3 separate regions of the Mus musculus genome follow, and regions 1 and 3 are each linked to region 2. Evidence: chromatin contacts called from public Hi-C data. All regions are on one chromosome and are shown on one strand. The core of a region is the stretch at or near the end of the contact, and the rest is flanking DNA. Distances in the headings are between cores, read along the strand shown.

Region 1 (3,740 bases), core at 547-3,046, 3.6 Mb before region 2:
AGAATCTCCACTTTATGCACAGATATGCACAGATCTCCCGTTCCTGACTGCTTTCCTTTAACACCAAATAGACACACATGAGCGCTCAGTAACGTCTGCAAATAACGGAAGGAGCATTAGTGAACTTGAGCTCCCAAGCATGGCGAGCTGAGATTAGGCGAAGTTACAAGAAGCCAGACATCCATCTTGAAATGTCTTAGTAAAGCACCCCAAGACAAATCAAATTCTATATGGAATTTAATAATAAGTAATCTTCATGGTAGACTGGCAGCTTCCAAGTTTAGGATTCCCCATGACTGCCAGGTGGAGAAGTTCCCTGTGTGTGGTACAGGCTCTTCCCACAAGGTAAGAAACCCAGCTCTACAGTAACCACAGCAACTTTCAAAGGCTGACTGCTCCTATCAGGGGTCAGGGGGTCTACAGTCACCAACGTCATTTACAAGTGGGGGGGGGGGGAGGGTAAGAGAGCTACAGGTTAATCTTGCCCTGACTTCTGAGAAAGTTTTATGCTGAATACAGAGTTTCTTGATTGTCCCCAAGGCAAGGGGGCTGGGGGTGGGGAGCAAGTTTCAGAAAGTTAACGCTAAGTACAGAGAAAGACTTTTGTTGACTGCAGGCCAGAGGCTCTATCTAGTCAAGCTTCTAGAAAACGGTTAGTGCCTCTGCCTATTTGAGAGCTGGGACCCTTTGTTTGATCACCTCCTGGGATTGTGGCCAACATCCACCTTCATGGAGCTGCTTCACATCCTCATCCTCTTAAGAACTCTAGGTAAGCAATCATCAGAAGCAACCCTGGGCTCTCGATGCACTCCTGAAACCACTAAAGCCCTGGACGCACACCTGAAGTGTGGAGCTGGAAAGTGCGCTTATGCAACCTTCGCAGGACTTTCCCTCCACGGTGGGGTTTCCGCACTCTCCGTAAGGGCTTCCCACAAACTGCCCAGAACTTTCTGAACTTTTCTCCACTCCAAACTGCTCTTGGTGCAGAGTGCAGGGCAAACATCCCAAGAGAGGGGCGGGACGGCAAGAACAGTTCTTCCCACTTCCAAGTACCCTCCAGGCAGGCTGCAAGGAGCCAGCGGGGTGGAGGGAGGCGGGATTCTCGCACTCTGGCCCGGGGCCCACTCCCGCACTCACCTTGGCAGACGTCTCCCCGAACAGAGGTCTGTTATCCAGGCCGCTGGTCCCGTAGGTCCTGGTAGCAAAGTCCTCCATTTTAGGGCTGCTTCGCTCGTCCCCGGACGCTCAAAAGCGAGTCCGCATCAGCTCGCGAAGTCCGGACGCCCGCCCCTCACGGCGCACGCATGGCCCGGGCCCTGGGGGGGTGGGGAGGGCGGGAAATCCCGACGGGGCGACTGTCACTCCCGGGGGCCCCTGGCCGCTCCGCCCCAGCCCCGCCGTCCTCATCTCCAGCGGCCGCCGCGGGAAGTGAAAGGAAACAAACAGCGCTTGGCCGCCGCCCCGCCCGCGCCCGCCGCCCCCAATCTCGGCCGGGGCTCCACCGGGAGAAAGTTTGCCTGGCGCGAGTCCCCCGCGCGGCGGGGCGGCGGGAGTGAAGTTGCGGGCCGGGCGGCCCCGCACACCACCCTAGCTCGGCTGAGAGCTCCGCATCCGCCCGCTCGCGTCCCGTCCCCCGTGCTCCCCGCAGCCCCGGCTGCGCCCGCAAGCCAGACCTCGGCGTCCCGCGCCGCGCGCGCGGCGGATCCAGGCAGCGGCCGCGACCCCGAGCCGTGGCCCCCACACGCCGGCCGGACGCCGGCGCCGTGCGGCGAGTCCCCCCGGGCTCTCCGGTCCGGGACCTGCGGCCACTGTCGCAAACCGGTCGGGCCCGCCCAGATCGCGTCACGACTCAGGCAGCCAATCCCACGGGCAGAGGCGCCGCCTGGGCTGCAGAGCTTTATTTACAGAGGTGCGGGTCGTCCCACCGAGGCGCGGGTCCCCGCTGCCAAGCGTTTCTCCGCCTCTTGGCAATTGGCGGCTGCGCGGTGCACGTAGTGGCTAAAGCAGGGTTCTGAAGACCGACTCGAATTTGGCGTCTTAAAACCCGACAACCTGCTTCGACCACTCCAGGATTTGGATGTGGACACTTTACAGTATCGGAGGCAATCGTGTATGCGTGTTTTATTCTGTATTACACACAGAATAAGAGGTCCTAGTTTACATAAACAGTTAGGTATTTCGTTGCCTGGTCCAGTGGGGGTGCTGCCACAGGCCAGAGCTTCGCATCTTGGGCCTTTTTGGAGTCTTGGGGCTTAGAGAGCTGAATGGAATGGACAAGCTGCACAAGTACCGTCGCTCTACATTTGAAGTTCTTCCTAAAAGCTAAAAACCAAACAACTACACTAATAGGATTGGGCTGACACTAATACCTAGCTAGATTCAAGAAAGTTCGGAAAGTGTTAGTGTGCAGGAGACTCTAAGCTGAAGCGATACCTCCACGAACGCTTAGAATCTAGACATGGGTTCCAGTGCCACGCAACAGTTTAGAACAAGGGATGGAATAACAACCACAACGAACTTCCAGCCCTGAGTACACGTAAGTATTATACATATCCCCATTGCCCAATCATTACACGTGTTTTACAAATTAGCTGTTTACTCGCGACTTTACCTTAACAACAGCAATACTACATAATCCAGCACCCACTTCTATTAAAAGTTCTATTTAAAGATTCATATTAAAAGGTCCTACAAATTAATTCACTTACTTATATTCAGTTTCATTCAACAAAAAATATTTTTGAGGCTCTAGGCTGTAATCCTTTGAATATTAGGGACAGTCTAGACTAAGTAGCAAGACCCTGTCTCAAAATAATAAAATAAAAACTAACAATACTTTGAGAATCTGCTGTGTGCTAAGCAACTATCCACCAAAATAACACAGTAATTATGGGCCTTGGTCAACAACCCCAAAAGATGCCATAATACCAAATTTGATATACAGTCAAATCAAAATCCATAAAGTCTAAAATTCTGAAAGGTTAAAGTTCTGGAAATATTATTCTGGGAAAAAATAAAGACTTTAAATACAAGTATATTTTTTAAAGTATAGTTATTTGAGAAACAAGAGAACATATAGGCAACGTTTTATAGTAAAATAGGTAACATACATATTTGGAAATTATATTCACCTCTGTGCTCTGCTGCTGTGGTGACTGGGTGGGGAGGAAGCATTTAGAATATTCATATTTAGGTCACAGGCCGGGCAGAAATCGTTCTGTCGACTGAACAGAGTAACTCTCTCCTGGTTCTACTTGTACATAATTGTTTTCAAACCAGAAACCTCACTGGCTCCTCGGGAAAATATTACTTTGGTTCACCAAAAACTACTAAAACTTTCAGGGACTGCTCATCAGCTAAGCATGCTTATTGCTTTTGCTGAGGGCCTAGGTTTGTTTCCTAGCATCTGCATGTGGTTCACAAACATCTCTAATGCCAGTTAGAGTTAGATGACATATTTCAAAAGATTTTATTAACTGTGTGTGTGCATGTGCATGCATGTGCTTCCACATATGTGCTTCCAGCCAAGGAGGCCAGAAGGGTGTGAATTTCCTTCAATATGGAGTTACAAGCAGCTGAAAGCCACCCAACCATCGGTGCTGGGATCCAAAATTAGGTCCGCTACAAGAGTAGTGAGCGCTCTTAAATGCTGAGTCATCTTTCCAGGCTCCCAAACAACGTATTTTTAAACTAAAATTTTTGTTTTTACTAAAGTCTGTCAGCCTTCTTCCCGGAATTAA
Region 2 (3,461 bases), core at 176-2,675:
GTTTGCTTTATTGAGTTTTGTATGTTTGATAAATAACATGAAGTTGGGTGGGTAGGGAGGTGAGAAAGATCTGAAAGGAGTTGGGGGAGAGGGAAATATAATCAATATTTGTATGAAAAAATTAAATAATAAAAAACTTGTCATCACAGAGGCCTGGGATATGGGAGGCGCCCAAGAATTCTATGGGGGTGACCTTAGCTGTGACAGCAATGGAGATTTGGAATCTGAAGAGCTTACTTCCTGTAGCGAGACAGGAACCCTGGTGGAGTGATAGAGACACCGATCCACACATAAAACTTTCAACCCAAAATTTATCTTGTCTACAAGGAATGCAGGCACAGGTGATGGAGCAAAGACCATCCCATAGGCAAGCAACAATCCCTGACACTATTAATGATACTCTGTTATGTTTGCAGACAGGAGCCTAGCATGGTTGCTCTCTGAGAGACTCCAATCAGAAGCTGACTCAGACAGACGCAGACACCCACAGCCAAACAGTCTCCAGAGCTTGGGGACTCTTACTGGAGAATAGGAGGAAGGATTGCTGTGCCCTGAAGGAGATAGGAACTCCACAGGAAGACCAATGGAGTTAACTAACCTGGACCCTTGGGGCTCTCAGAGTCTGAACCACCAACCAAAGAACAAACACAGGCTGGACCTAGGCCTTCCAGCTCATATGTGGGCCCCAAACAACTGGTGTAGGAGCTACCTCAAAGCTGTTGCCTGTACTTGGGCTACGTACCTGGCTGGGCAGCCTTGTCTGGCCTCAGTGGGAGAGGAAGTGCCTAGCCTCACAGAGAATTGAAGTGCCAGGGTTGGGGGGTCGAGAGGGCTCCCCGACTCAGGAGAGGGGGTTGATGGGGATAGGGGCAGTGTTCAGGATATAAAGTGAATAAGAAAAAAAAAAGATAATTAAAGAAAAGAGTTGTCAACATCGACAGTTTTTGTTTCTCTATTTGTGTGTATGTATATAGTGCGATGGAATCAACTGGAATTCACAGGCATCATTTTTGCTCTTTTTAACTTAAATACTGTGTATGAGTCCTTTGACATATTTATCTGCACAGGATGCACATATCAGAGAAGACGAGAGAGGATAGCTGATGTGTAGAAGAGTCAAATTAGAATACTTAATAATTAGTTTTATGTATGGAATTTTGCTGCAGTAGGGTATCTTTTGCCTATAGTTAACCCCAGAAGTAACAAGCAAAGTGCCCCTTGTAAATTTGTGTGGCTATGGAGTTAGACCTTTTTTTTTTTTTTTTTGCACTTAATGAACAACTTTTGATTGAGTAACCAAACGAATCTCAAATTTGTCCCTCATGCGTGTGATTGAGAGCATTCTAAAGCAAGCCGTAAACCTATCCCTAATAAGGTGCAAGAGGAAACGAGGGAGGCGGGACCCGGAAGAAGGAGGTGGTCTCAGGAATTGGCCCGCGGCCAGCGGCCCGATGGATGCTAGGAACTGTAGTTCCCGGCAGCCAAGGTATTCCCGAGCGGAGCCAGGGGAGAGCCTGACTGGTTCCCTGAAGCCTCCGGGGCGGCTTCGCCAGAACGCACTTCCGCGGCAGCGGAGGGAGACCAAGGAGCCGCGGCTCGGAGTGGGTGAGCGGGATGCCCGAGCCGTGAGGAGCCGGTAGGTGTGGTCAGGGACGCTCCCGTTTCCGAGTCTTTTGCAAGTAGTTGAAGGTGTTGCGTGAAACGGCGAAGCGGCGGCGAGTCGGCATTTGAAAGGTTGCCCACATGGGTGGACGTGGAAAAGTGGCCGAGGAGGTATTTGGTACCGCGTTTACAACGTTTTCGTCCCCTCCGAGGAGTGTGGAGCCGCGTTGCCGGGGCAGCCGAGGGCTGGGGGCGGGCGGGGGTGCGAGCTGCGAGCTGCGAGCTGGCTGCTATTTTGGACCCAGCGGCTGACGGCGCTGGTTGTGTAACGCTGACCTGCTCGCTCTCCCCACGCACCGGGCAGGGGTGGGCGAGCGGCGAGCGTGCGCCCGGGGAGGGCTCACGCCATTGGCTGGGCGCAGCCGCCCCCCCTTTGCCAGGCTCGGCCGCTCGGGGTCTCCTGAGGACGCGGCTCCCACCCGGACGTGCCGATCTGGCTGCTGCTGTCCCTCGACACTGCCCTGCTCTGCGAAGGGGCTAGTCTTCACTGCAGAACTGCTATGCCAGGTGACCTCATGGCAAAGGTTGCCCAGGGGTCCGATTGGGGTCATTGATTGTAAAACGAGCCCTTCTGACTTCGAAGCAACAATCTTGATTGATAACAACTCAAGAATCGTAGATGGGAGGTGGGGAACCTCGATGGAAATCAGCACCCAGGCCACATCCTGCATAATTACTGTAATAGGGCCAGCGATAAACGCCTGGATCCAGGAAGCTGCCAGGCGTTTATGAGTTTTTCACTCATCCTACCTGTTTGAGTTAACTAGTATTCCAACAGGAAGTCACTCCTCTTTAGAGATATGAAAACATACCAAATGGCAGGTTGAGCCAAGGACGATAGATACCACACAACATAAACTAAAAAGGACATACTAGTTGCAAATTTTAGGTTGTACAGAGCAGATTAGTTTTGTCTGGTTTTATGGTAAATACCGTCTTTTAAACATTTTAGAAAACAGTGCATTTCTTTTCATTCCAAGGCAACTGCATGGTGCTTTCTTTCACCGTGCTCCTTATGACACGGTAGGCAGGAACTAGATCTTGAAAAATAAATCTATTAATTTTTTTCTTAGATTTCTAACCCAGTAAAGTGATTTGTGATTTTTAATTTTAGCCTTAATTATCCCGAACTTTCAAATCACAAAATAAGAGTTATTTTCCTTTGAGGCTCATATCTAATAGTGAATATAAGAATAAATTGCCTGTGCTATTTTTTTTGTTGTTGTTGTGTTTTTGTTTTTGCTTTGTCGTGGTGCTGGCGTTTGAACTTTGGGCCTTCTACATGATGGGCAAGCATTGTAGCTGAGCTACACCCCTAACCTTAAACTGCCTTTTTGAAAAACTTATTGCTTGCCTGTTTGGCTGTAGCATTTTATTATTAAGTCTAGACAATTACTGCCCCCCCCCCCCCCCCAGTTATATGTGAGTTAAAATAGAGTTGCGAAGGAAGGACTGTAGTAATTTGGAGCATTTTTCTACTTTGGTAGGTCCAGATTATCTCTGCTTTGTGTGCAGATGTGCTCCTGTTGCATCTGAGTTCACTAAGCTGACTTTGGAGGATCAGGCACAGGGAAAGGGTGAGTATGCCCCTGTCCCTGGTTATATAATGTTTCTGCTGTCTCAGTCAGGAACGCTGCTGTTCTTCTCTTCTTCAGCAAAATAAAAGTGTAGAACCTTTGTGGGTACAGTGATTGATGGTTACAGTTTCCAAGAAGACCCAAATTATAGGTAGAAGGGATAGCCACTGTTAGCATCAAAAATTAATTTAGTGGCCATGAGACATACATTCTTTTGTAGTG
Region 3 (3,651 bases), core at 1,085-3,584, 3.6 Mb before region 2:
GTTATTTAGCCCTTTCTTAGCATTTTTTAACAAAGACTTTTTTTAACATTCACAAAATTAAGCAGGAAGTAGAGAAAATTCCTACATACCTCACGGCTTCCCACACACACACACACAATCAAGAGTGGGCATTTGTTATAACGAATGAACCTATACTGACACACCATTAATACAGAAGATATAGTTTATGTTAGAGTTCATTCTATTTTATCTATCAGACCTGTGGGTTTTGCTGCAACTATAAAGGCATGCTATTTCAGCAGCACACAGAGCCCTTGATGCTATAGGAACCCCCGCACATTATTCATTTTCTCCACCCCTGGATGCACTAATTTTACTGTCTCCATAGCAATGCCCTTTACAGAATATCACCACTGGCAGATTGAATGAGAATGGCCCCTGCAGGCTAACATGTTTGAATGTCTGGTCTCTGGTTGGTGAAATTCTTTGGGAAGGATTAGGTGTGGCCTTGTTGGAAATGGCATGCCACTGGGTGCAGACTTTGAGCTTTCAGAAGCCTACACATACCCAAATGGCTCGGCAATTAAGAATGTAAGCTCTCAAGGACTGTTCAAGCCCCATTCCTACCTGCCTGCAGCCATGCTCCCCTCCGTCCGTGATGATTATAAACTCATCATTTAAAACTGTAAGCAAGCCCCAATTAAAACTTTCTTCTGTAAAATGCCTTCACCATGGTGTCTCTTCATAACAGTAGAAAAATAAGACAATCAGAATGGCATAGTCTTAGCATACATCAATTTTTGGATGATTTTTCTTTACTACGTAACATATATTTTAATTCTTCACTACTTTAGTGCCAAATAAAGTTCTGTTGAATAGATGTGCCTGCTTGTTTATTCATTCACCTCCTGGTTAGCCTCTTGGTTGGTTGCATGTTTTGGCAAATGTGAATAAAGCTGCTGTAAAAAACTTGTGATTCCAAATTGCATTGGCCATCAACTCCTATGAACCTTGCTTGATTTAAGAGTATGCCTGATACATCTAATTTCACTCCCCTGGGGGGAAAAAATGATTTTCCCTTTCCCCAGATCTACCATTTGCAAACAGCTTCTTGATTAGGAATGGGACTTTGTGTATCACTAGTAGTGAAAGGAAAGCAAAGTATAACGTGTATCTGCTGAATCATAAAAGCAACACCAATAGGAACCCCAATGCTCAGAATTGTGTATCTTAGAACTTTTGGGTTGGTTTGGTTTGGTTGAGATGTGTTCTATGTAGCCAACACTGCCTCAAAATCCAGTCTTCTTTCTGCCTCAACCTCTTCTCTGCTGAAATTAATAGGTTCGAACAATTGTGCCCAGCATGGGGCAAAAGGCAACTTTTTTGATGTTCTCATCATAGAGTCTGCACTTTTTGTAGCAGTGTTTATGGCAGAAAACCACATCTGACCAGTGTGCAGTTAAGTGACTGTAGAATGCCTATCCCTAAGTGGGTTTTTATAATGCAATCCTTACACCAAAGGTATAGGAGCGTTGCTGAAGATGGGGGGCAGAAAACTTGAAAGAGTCAGGGGAATGGGAAGACTTCTGTTTTAACACCCACCACTCAGCAGCTGTGGTCCCATGCATACCACCACTCCACTCCACATTCCAGCATGGATGGCGAACAAGGTTCCATCTCTGGCTAGGGAGCTACAAGCAGTCAAGACTGCTGAGGAAGAGTCAACTTCCTTCCTGAAGAGATCAGATTGTTTTCCCACGTCCAAGCGGGGCGCAGCCCTACACTGAAGTACATCTGGGCTACATGTGTGTACCCAGAAATACACCCCTACAATAGGACATGAATTTGAGTCGGGGGCATGTCAGGGAAAACACGGGGAGGAGTTGGAGTGGATAGGAAGGAGTAAATATGGTCAAAATGCATCTATTCATGTATGAACCTGATTCTTAAAGATTGGCATGGGAACAGGGCTTCTATTTTGTTCATCTCTAAGAATCCAGAAAATAGAGCTGCACTCGGCATAGCTACCAGCACTGAACTTTAAATGCATAAAGAACTGTAGTCTCCTAAAAGCGAGGTCACACTCACGGAGGTCACCTTTCACAAGAATTATAGAGACACACCGCTCCCTCTTCGCTTCGGAGATTGCGGAAACTAAAAGACAGATGGTGCAGACGCCTGCCAAGGGAAAGACCCTCCTTTACGTCTATCACCCGCCACAGCTCGACGGCGACCGTCCGACCCTATCGCTCGCTGAGAATGGCGCTCGATTCCGCAGCAACCCATCAGCTTGCCGACGCAGACGGAAGTGACGTCGGGGGTGGCGCGCGGGCCCGCCCCCCAGGAGAGGCGGGCCGCAGGGGGGGTGCTGGGAGGGCGGGGGCGGGGCGCGGCCTCGCGGCTCCGTTTCCGGTGGCTGGTTGCGCTCGCTCACCCCAGCTGCAGCCACTCTCTCCCGCGGCTGCTTCCTCCATCCTGGTATTTTTTGGAGCCTCCATCCTGGTTCTTCCAAAGTGCCCGGACCCAAAACAGGAAGTAAGTGCGATGGAACCTTCAGGTCCGGGCCTCCGCCGCAGCCGCTCCGCCCAGTGCGGCCGAGCCGGCCCCTTCGCGGGCCTTGGCTGTCGCCGGCTGGGTGCCGCGGGCGGGGTCGGAGTCCGGGCTTCGCTTAGCCGCCGCGGCAGGCCCCGCACGCCGCGCCCGCGGTCTCCGTCGCCGGCTCAAGCGGCCGCTGGCGGCTGGAACTCCCGAGCGATCCCTGGGGCGCAGCGGCGAGCCGGTGGGGGCGGAAAATGGCGGCGGGCTGGAGGAACTAAATGGCGCCGGGACCCCTGGGGGTGGGCCCGAGTCGCGGAGGACGGCGCCGGGGGCCCCGCGGGCGTGTGCGTGCTGGGCGGCGGAGCTGCCAGCCTGGCTTGGCTGGGGTGCACTGAGCCCCCTCGGCTGCGTGGGTGGGGTGGGCAGGGCAGTGGGGGCGGGGGTCGTCCCAAGCCCACCATTTCTCCTCGGCTCGTTTGGCCCGTGAGCCCCTCGCCGGTTGGACTCAGCGAAGGAAGTCATGGTTGCCAGTCGGACTTTCTCTTTAGAGACCGCGCGGGACGTGGCCTGGGGTGCGGGGAGAGTCCTGGCCCAGCCAACTAGTAATTGTCAGGATCGTGCGGAGCAGACCTTTAGCGTTTCAAAACCCTCTTTGGCCCTCTAGCAAGAACTTTTTTTTTTTTTTTTTTTTTTTTTTTTGAGAATCTCCCCGCAACCTTAACGAGTTTTACTCCGAAAGAAGTGGTCCAGTGCCATCCTGTGCTGTTCAGTGATACAGCATATGTTTTTATAGTTAAAGACTTCGGTGTAGCTAAAGAAAGAGTGATAGCCCGTGATTGCTTTTGTCAGCCCTTGTACCTCTTTCTGACAGCTAGACTTCCTTTGGGACAACCTCCAAAGAAAAATGCATTTCAGTACTGTTTGTGATGTGTTATGTCTTAAGCTAGATGTACTGACTTTTATTAATTAGAGCTATATTTTCGTGTTGTAAATAACTTTTGTGGCTTTTAGGCTGTAAATTAAGAAAGAAAAGACCTTTGATTATATTGAAAGTTTTACAAACATCAAAGGCTATTTTCCTTATAGATTTTCTATTTCTGGTACTGCAAATTTCTTTAGGCCAGTCTTAAATTTACCTTAATAATTCGAGTA

Evidence for each region. A called contact is a pair of places that touch in the nucleus more often than the background predicts.
Region 1: a contact with region 2 is called in a Hi-C map of uterus, with 4 times the contacts expected there. The contact joins the promoter of Tmem243 here to the promoter of Cldn12 in region 2. A contact is called at or near these places in 1 of 39 promoter capture datasets (cranial neural crest) and 1 of 484 Hi-C or Micro-C datasets (uterus).
Region 3: a contact with region 2 is called in a Hi-C map of uterus, with 6 times the contacts expected there. The contact joins the promoter of Dmtf1 here to the promoter of Cldn12 in region 2. A contact is called at or near these places in 2 of 39 promoter capture datasets (the HPC-7 cell line and cranial neural crest) and 1 of 484 Hi-C or Micro-C datasets (uterus).

The regions. Positions count from the first base shown.
Region 1 is chr5:9,098,793-9,102,532 of GRCm38.p6, reverse strand. It overlaps Tmem243 (transmembrane protein 243, mitochondrial), which reads right to left and starts at 1,796. Exons shown (of 5, transcript NM_001081029.1): 1 at 1,674-1,796; 2 at 1,138-1,316. The coding sequence starts at 1,215.
Region 2 is chr5:5,512,940-5,516,400 of GRCm38.p6, reverse strand. Cldn12 (claudin 12) reads left to right here and starts at 1,425. Exons shown (of 4, transcript NM_022890.2): 1 at 1,425-1,636; 2 at 3,150-3,239.
Region 3 is chr5:9,160,459-9,164,109 of GRCm38.p6, reverse strand. It overlaps Dmtf1 (cyclin D binding myb-like transcription factor 1), which reads left to right and starts at 2,334. Exons shown (of 18, transcript NM_011806.3): 1 at 2,334-2,496. It overlaps Gm46901 (predicted gene, 46901), which reads left to right and starts at 3,200. Exons shown (of 1, transcript NR_166570.1): 1 at 3,200-3,651.